3 separate regions of the Mus musculus genome follow, and regions 1 and 3 are each linked to region 2. The links are chromatin contacts, called in public Hi-C and HiChIP or PLAC-seq maps. All regions are on one chromosome and are shown on one strand. The core of a region is the stretch at or near the end of the contact, and the rest is flanking DNA. Distances in the headings are between cores, read along the strand shown.

The links. Hi-C and Micro-C count contacts between places; a contact is called where the count stands out from the background. HiChIP or PLAC-seq counts read pairs in DNA pulled down with a chosen protein or histone mark.
Region 1: a Hi-C map of myocytes shows a contact between it and region 2, with 1.6 times the contacts expected there. The contact joins the enhancer-like site here to the promoter of Tor3a in region 2. A contact is called at or near these places in 3 of 484 Hi-C or Micro-C datasets (B cells, liver and myocytes) and 1 of 115 datasets of contacts at active chromatin or transcription factors (pancreatic cancer cells).
Region 3: a contact with region 2 is called in an H3K27ac HiChIP or PLAC-seq map of regulatory T cells, with 6 times the contacts expected there. The contact joins the enhancer-like site here to the promoter of Tor3a in region 2. A contact is called at or near these places in 12 of 39 promoter capture datasets (the 3T3-L1 cell line, the C10 cell line, embryonic stem cells and 8 more), 7 of 484 Hi-C or Micro-C datasets (CD8 T cells, cardiomyocytes, cerebral cortex and 2 more), 7 of 115 datasets of contacts at active chromatin or transcription factors (astrocytes, bone marrow-derived dendritic cells, embryonic stem cells and 4 more) and 2 of 9 other capture datasets (adipose tissue and liver).

Annotation. Positions count from the first base shown.
Region 1 is chr1:157,006,937-157,009,636 of GRCm38.p6, reverse strand. No RefSeq gene overlaps it. Among named protein-coding and RNA genes, the nearest start is that of Gm39685, 19 kb to the right of the region's middle. Within about 2 kb of position 1,271, at least 48 of the 459 cell types and tissues checked have an H3K27ac peak or open chromatin away from gene starts, as enhancers often do. A contact at or near this core is called in myocytes, where this site is marked.
Region 2 is chr1:156,672,877-156,675,669 of GRCm38.p6, reverse strand. Tor3a (torsin family 3, member A) reads left to right here and starts at 1,331. Exons shown (of 6, transcript NM_023141.2): 1 at 1,331-1,584; 2 at 2,024-2,140. The coding sequence starts at 1,365.
Region 3 is chr1:156,406,839-156,409,561 of GRCm38.p6, reverse strand. The region is part of intron 4 of Axdnd1 (axonemal dynein light chain domain containing 1); the gene reads left to right. Among named protein-coding and RNA genes, the nearest start is that of Axdnd1, 13 kb to the left of the region's middle. Within about 2 kb of position 1,336, at least 43 of the 459 cell types and tissues checked have an H3K27ac peak or open chromatin away from gene starts, as enhancers often do. A contact at or near this core is called in CD8 T cells, memory CD8 T cells and regulatory T cells, where this site is marked.

The DNA.
Region 1 (2,700 bases), core at 22-2,521, 330 kb before region 2:
GCGCGTTTCTTAAGAAAAGTTCACCCAGTCTCTCCACCGGGCAAAGGTTTCCTGGATTGCTCCAGGGGTGTGAATCTTTCCTCCTGCCTTCTAAAGACGTTTTACAAGTGCGGAGCTAAGCTGCGACCTAAAAGAGTATTTAAGCTTGTATCTCATTGGCTGTTATGAGACAGGGTTCTCTGTGCAGCTCTGGCTTTGTAGAACAAACCGATCTCCAACTCAAATACCCGCTTGCCTCTCCCTCCTGAGTGCTGGAATTAAAGGTGTGCACCACCACTGTCCAGCTAGAATTGCTATTTTACTTCAAATTTCTTTTAAGTTTTTAATCTTTTTAATTTTACATTTTTATTTATCGAACTATTATATATTCATATCATCATAATTTAAACGACATGAAGGTCTCTGTAGAAAAAAGATCTATATGCCCAGAAACCTTTCTTCCTCTCATTGCTCCCACCCCCCAGTCCTCCAGGATCAATTTCTAGTTGATTGATGATGGATTTTAAGATTGGGTCTCACAAAGTTGCCCTGGCAGTCCTCAAACTTCTGAGAAACTAAGACTGCAGATATGTAGCACTATGCCTGTCTCCAATAGATGCTTGGCTTGAGAGTCCCTTTTACAAATCGTTGTCACCTGAAATTATGTCCAGAAATGCACTGATCATCTTCCAACACAGGACACACTTTAAGCTTCTGTGTCATCGCTTCTGTGGGATTGTAGTGATAGTGACGCTGTCCTCACAGAACGGTTCCTTCCTCATGGTGACACATTTGGATGCACACTGTTTAGGAACTCAGCACTCAGTAAAAATTAAATCCTGATGACCCAGTAACTGTTATAATCAGAAAAGGAAACTCTTCTTGCATTGAATATCCAGGCAGGAATTTGTCTCCCTCCTCCTCCCCCACTGTCCCCAGTTCCCCAGTCTTCCAAAACAGCAACCTCTGGGGTTCTTTCCCGCCCCCCTCCCCTCTTCCCTTCCATTTTGGTCTTATCACACTTCACACTATTCCATTTTGGAATTTTGGCTGGAGCAAGAAGAAGCCAGAAAATTCCCCTGGGGTCCTGTCTGCCTTGTTCTCAAAGGTCTCATGGACTGAGCTTCTGAGAATATCCAGCTGCTGGGTCACACAGCCTGCTGCAGATACCTCTCAACGCTGTCTCCAGTGTCTCTTCCAGAATGTTGTTAGCAACATTAGAGCTTCATTCCTGACATTGCTGTTTCCTCCTGGGCCAAATGACAGACACAGATATATTTAAACATGTGAGGTTTCCTGGCTGTCTTTGGTTCCTTAATCCTCCCACTGCAGCTTAGACCTTCCCACTTCAACTCTCACAAACAAATGGACAGTTCTCATTTTTGCAATATGAACATTCATAAGAATATATCCTTCTACATAGCACATATTCCAGTCCTTAAACATGTGGGATAACATCTTGACCTTAGAGGCAGGGAGAGGAGCAGGGCATGACTGCCTCACTGACTTCAGTCAGCATTTCTTAGATGGGAAAGATGGTGCCTCGCTCACTTCTGCATTCCATTCTGTAGTCTGTCAGCTCTATTGCCCCATTCCCTGCCCTTAGCAAATGGGCGTTCAACACTAGTGACTGCATTTGAATCTAATTACATAAATCATGAAAAAGTTTTAAGCCCTGAGTTAAGAAAATCTTTCTCATCTTCATGGTAACTATGAAAGTGACTAGACTAGTACTGTTTTTCTGTGTATGTGTGCATGTATGTTCACGTGTGTGTGGATGCCTGAGCACATGTCTGTGCGTACATGTAAAGACCTGAGGTTGATGTTAGAAGTCTTCTTCAATTGTTCTCTATCTTATTCATTGATGCAGGGTTTCTCAATTGAACCCAGACTTAATGATAAGACTAGTCTAAGCAGCCAGCTTGCTCTAAAGCTTCCCTGTCATGGTCACCAAGAGTGCTGGGATTACAGGTGGGTTGCCACACCCACTCAGCACTTACATGACTTCTGGAGATCCAAACTCCATTCCCTAATGCTTGTATAGCAGGTGACTCAACCACAGGTCCATGTCCCCAGACATGGTACCCGAACTTTCAACTGTTCTCCGTGTAACAAGACACCTTTAGAGCACTACAGTAGGACTCGTCCACTGAAACTACAGTCTAGCAAACTGTTGTAATTTTGCCAGATAAAGGGGTTAAAAGAGATATGGTTCATGAACCCAAGCTAAACGTATCTGTTCTCTCGTTGTAATGTTTTATCATAGACATCTAGAGGCATTAGGTTGATTGCAGTGTGTTCTTCTATTCTGTAATGAAAGCTTTCACCGTGGGGCATGTTGGGGTCAGGCATATCCTCCTCCACCAATCCTGCCTTGACTTTATCCTGTTTCATGACTTTAGTTCTCCGCACCCCCCACCCCCACTCCCACCCCCGTGTTCTAGTTATGGCTCCTATTGCTGTGACAAAACCCCATGACCAAAGCAACTTGGGGAGGAAAGGGTTTATTTGGCTTACACTTCCACATCTAAGGAAGTCAGGGCAGGAACTGAAACAGAGGCAGGAGCTGAAGCAGAGGCCATGGAGGGGTGCTGTTTATTAGCTTGCTCCCCTCCTGGCTTGGTCAGTCTGCTTTCTGATGGAGCTCAAGGATGGCACCAACTCAAGGATGGCACCATCCACGATGGGCTGGGCCTTTCCCCATCAATCACTAAGAAAATG
Region 2 (2,793 bases), core at 82-2,581:
GGATATCCACATAGAAGACTGATTTCTGCTGTCTCTCACCCAACATAGCAATCAGTTCAAAGTGAACTGGTCTACCAAGTGAGTTCTAGGACAGCCAGGGCTACACAGAGAAACCTTGTCTCGAAAACAAAACAGGCAAACAAAAAATCCAAACAATAACAAAAACCCATAGTATGTTAGACTGTCATGCATGCTCAGATATTTATTTTACTTATTTACAAATTTTATTTATTTATTTTATTTATTTATTTACAACTAAGTGTAAAGAAGTGGGTCAGTTTCCTGCCACCTTGGCAAGCACCCGAGAGTTATCAAAGAAACAGTTTATTTGGTTCATAACCTTGAAGGTCAAGTTCACTACTTACAGACCTCTGGGAAAGGTGGGCAGAGTGCATCGTGGCGGGAGCAATTGGTAGAACAAAACTGCTCACCCACAATTCTCTTTCAAGAACATGCCCCCACCCCAGTAACCCAAAGACCTCCACTAGGGCTCACTTCTAATTTCCACCACCTTCCTCCTGATGCCAAGCTGGGAACCAAGCCTGAGTTTTTGGTGTTTTCTAAATATTGACAGGGTCTCACTATGTAACTGTAGCTGGCTTGGCACTCAGTATGTAGACAAGGCTAGCTTTGAACTCAGAGAGCTGTGCCTGCCTCTGCCTCTGCCTCCTGGTGCATCTGATCAGGTTTTAAAACCTAGCTATGCGTGGGCAAGTACTTAGCCTAACATCTGTAATTCTCACATGATACAATTTCCTCTTAACCCGGGGTTTTCCCGAACTCAAATACCATCCTACCCTACTTCTTGCTTCTGCTAGACTGGCATCCATGAAAGCCTGCTGCTGCTCACTGCTCTCTACTGTTTCATTTTCCTCTTTAGAGGACCAGGCCACCCAGCTCTCCACTGCTCACACTCTTCGGACTGCTTCTGCACCCAGCTGACTCCCCTGACAACAAAAAAACGCTCCCTGCTCAGACGGTTTCATCACCCTCCTGTTGGCAGAAAGCTGACCTACGAGGGCAGGGCACCAAAAGGGGTTCTTATGTGGGAGGCGCAGCTGAATGGCTGGCAGTGGCCATTTCGTGGCCACTTGAGGCCACAGGCATGCCCCAGAATAGCCTGCATCCCGAGGGGCAGACAGGGGCTCAGGATTCCTGCAGTCCGGGACACCAGTTTGAGTTTCATTTCGGATGGGTCTCTGGTCTGAATCGAAACTTGGTTCCATTAGGATGGGTTGCTCAGTCAGCCTCTGCGAGGGCGGAGCGGTCACCACGGCGACGCCAATCCTGGGCCGCGCCGGCTGGTGGGTGTCGATGAGTCCTGGGTCCCGGGACTCTTGGAGGCGGAAGCGCTCGCTCCGGTCATGTTTCTTGGCGCTCTCTGGTTGCTGCTGCTCCTGCCGCTGCGCCCCCCGGGAGCGCAGGGCCAGGAGGCCGACGAGCCCACCCCTTGGCCGAGCGTCAAAGGCCTGAAGGAGCAGCTGAGGAAGGCCGGTGCCCTCTCCAAACGGTACTGGGAGCTTTTCAGCTGCACCTTGTGGCCCGATCACTGTGAAGACCAGGAGACCCCCGTGCCGCCTCTGGGTAAGAGCGGTCCCCGCCGCCGACCCCTCGCTCACCTGCCAGTCTCACTCTTAAGCACTGCGTACTGCAGGCCTGCATCAGGGGCCTGGTCACTGCACCCCACCTCCGCACGACTCTAGGTGCAGCCCCTAGGGACAACTAAAGGTCTGGCTGCTCTGCCGCCCCTCACCTGCCCTGATTTCTCTAGACACTCAAGCCTCCCCATTCTTGCTCGCTTTATTGATGATGGTTTAAGGAAAGCCGTTTGTAGACATACTTGGTGATTGTCCCAACCCCAGATACTTTCACTTCTAAGGCTTAGAGAGGAAGCGCTGGGGCGTACGAGGGAACCTGGCTGTGAGTTGGGACCTGAACTCTGGTTTGGGCGCTGTCACACTGAGAAACCTCAGGACTGTCTCTCTTGTCCCTATCTTGCCATCTCATAGCATTTCCTTTCCAGGCTGGAGCCTTCCTCTGTGGGGCCGGCGGTCGCTGGATGTGCTCACTGCATGGCTCTGTCGCTTTCAGGACTGCTGCAGCGGCGGCGGCGATTGCAGGATCTCCAACAACTTGACAGGTTGGAGCTGACGTGATTTTCAGGGTTCAGGTATCTGGGGGAGGGGGTTGGTGAGTATGGAGAAGCGACTGGTGAGAAACCTACCCCTCACGGGTCTGCAATTATTTGAGGACCTCTCTGACAAGACTTTGAACTCCACGATTTCCAGAAAGGACACTCTCCAACAATAGGGACGACAAAACAGCAGCACTGATAGTGCCCTTAGCGGATGTTACATTATACCAACTAGGAAAAGTGCCCAAATACTTGCTATGTGGCTGTTTTCAAAATACTAGTCCTCAGGAGAGCCAGGCAAGTACTTCATCCCTCAGCCCTCCTGGGTTTTTGTTGTTTGTTTTGTTTGTTTGTTTTTTAGAGTATGGAGATACTTAGTGATTTGTTTATAAAAAGATTAAGAAGTTTAAGATATGTTCTATGGGGTTGTGGGGAGGTATGGAAAGGGGGTGCCTCAGTGGGCCCATGCCAAGGCATCCCTTCCCGCTGAAGGGCCAGCAGGGGAAGAAAGGGGAGTTAAGAGGGTAGTAGAGGCAGAGGAAGGAGAGAGAGACAGAGACGGAGAGGCCGGCCTTGAGCACGTGGAGAGAGGGGGAAGGGAAGGGGGAAGCGAAGAGCCCAAGAGAGAAGCAAGCGGGAAGCAAGAGTAAGTAAGGGAG
Region 3 (2,723 bases), core at 87-2,586, 270 kb after region 2:
AACAAGAGTCTGGTGGGATTCCATGGTTGGCTTGGTCCTGAGCTAACTGGGAGGTTGGTATTCTGTCTTCCAAATGGATATATATACATATATATATATATATATATATATATATATATACACACACACACACCACACCACACACATATACATATATATGCACACACATAGACATATACACATACATGTATATATAAATATGTATATAAATATTTATATATATATTTATATTTGAACCGTCTCTTTACTCCATTATATTTCTTACTTTAATGGGTAGGTACTTTAGTATAACCTTCTCTGAGTCTAACTCTCTGCATGATTCTAAGAAGTCCATGGCATCTGCCGCACTTGGCATCCTTGCAGTGGTCCAGCTGGGGTCATCCCTGGATGTTGTGGAGCTTCTTTACCGGATTTTCCTAAACTGGGCCAACCTTGGTGCGTGTAGCCGCCTGCGGCCACACTAACTGGGCTCCTGAGTGGGAGGCCAGAGCTGTATGGGAGAGTATGAGAGGAATAACGAGACCAAGACAGATTTCTGATCAAGGCCCAAAGTTTACTAAGAGTCTGTGCTTATAAAGGGGGGAGGCCCATCTCCTGCCACACCAGGCTTCTTGATGCTTTGTTGCTAAGTAGTCTGTCAGAGCTTTTAGCATTAGGTCGCCAAGTCCACAGGTTGTTGGCTATCTCAGGAACATCTCAGGAAGACAGGTTCAGCCTCTCAGCGTAGTGCTTCTTGGAGAAGAGCAGCGGCAGGTGACAGAAAAATAAAGCCATCTAGGTCAGAAGGCTCCACCCCAGGTGGTCTCATTCTCAGTAGCAGCAAGGTCTGAATCAGCCTCCTTCAAGGCAGGGGGAGGCCACAGGTGCTGCCTGTGGGTCAGGAACCTGGTTGTAGCTGAAGTGGAGTACTCCTAATTTCCTTGCTAACTGAATTGCTTTCTGTAAACGATTCCATTTTGCTGAGGCCTCCAACTGAGTTACATCTAAGAAGGGGAATGCCTATCTCCAAGCTGCAGCTATCCAATCAAGCAGTGAATGTGTATCTCCCCTGGAGCTGTCTAACTCATGTTCCAGAGCTTCTGATACGGTGGGATTTTCCCATGACATTTCTAATTTTGTGCATCTCTTTGACCTGGCCGGCAGATCAGTCAACGGGGTCTGCAAGAGAGAGAGAGTGGTATGGAAGGGGCAAGAGACTTGAAGAATGGAGGCAAGACAGGTTGCTGGTCAAGTCCCATTTATTGAAAAACAATTAAGGGCACATAAGCATAAGCTAAGCCTTATGAGTGCAGCTGGAGACACTAAACCACAAGTGACTAGCAGCTGGGGGCACTAAACTGCAAGTCCAGGAAATGTCTGAAAAGAATGAGATGTTATCAGAGTGTGCTCAGCTGTGGTGGGCTGCTTGCAAAAACCGCATGCTAGGAAACAAGTCTCTTGGCAGGGTGGAAAAATACCAGCCTGCAAGTAAAGGGCGGGAGATGGCTGCAGAGTTGATAGCCCCTTTCTCCTAGGAGACGGTTCCCAACATCTCTTGATCTGGTAACATTATTATATCTGCTCCCTTCTCCCACAGTTTCACTATGTAGCATATGCATCCTTCATGCCATTTTGGGCATAATTTTTTTCTAATTTCATTAAGTTCCTGTGGGGTATATGCTCTGGTTCCTATTATTACCTTCTTGGGGCTGGTGTGTCCAGAAGCTCCAAAGCACAGCATGAAATGCCGAGGGCCTTGCCTGCGCAGCCATCAGAGCCAGGCTACGACATATGCCAGACCGGAGGAGAGTGAAGTGAGTGTGTGAATGAATGCAATCCCATTTCACTTTCTATTTGTTTTATTGTTGTTTATGAATAAACACCCGTATAACCTGATAAACTGGCACTCTTTCTCTCACTCTTGGCTCCATCCCTAATCCCAACTTCCCCAAATTGCCCTCCAACTGCCAAATGAGCGCTGTGGTATATCTATCTGTGCCTATATTTACACACCCCTCCCAGAAATACACATCCCAACCAACAATAAAGTAATGAAATATTTTTTGAGATATGGTCTTATTGCCTAGCTTTTGCTAACCTGGAGCTTACTGTGTAGACCAGGCTGGTCTTGAACTCACACAGGTCTGCCTGCTTCTGCCTCCCAAGTTCTGAGATTAAAGGCATACCTACCTTGCCTAAGTAAGAATGTAGTAGATGTAGAATTGTGTATAATTGTATATATTTACATAAAAAGAGAGGGAGGATATAAAATGCCTGCTTTTCCTTGACATAGACACAGCATTCACATGGCCAGCTTCACAAAGACTTCACACACACTTTCTGTGAGCAAAGGAAAACCTTTCTTTTATTAAATTTCAACATGACATTTTCTTTTCTTAATTTTTCTTCTTTTCTGTATATGTGTATGTGTGTGTGTGTGTGTGTGTATATATATATATATATATATATAGAGAGAGAGAGAGAGAGAGAGAGAAAGAAAGAGAGAGAGAGAGAGAGAGACTCACTCACTTTGTAGCTTTGGCTGGCCTCAGGCAAGGATCCACCTGTCTGTGTCTCTTGGGTGCTGAGACTAAAGGTGTGTGCTAGCATCCCATGCTCATTAGGATGTTTTCATACACGTGCCATTTGGCTTTGTTCTGTTAGTCCTCCTTCTGCGGTGCCCTCTTTCATGCTTTGGGTGTTTCTATCTAATAAAAATTTTAAAATGTGTGCAATACTACTTA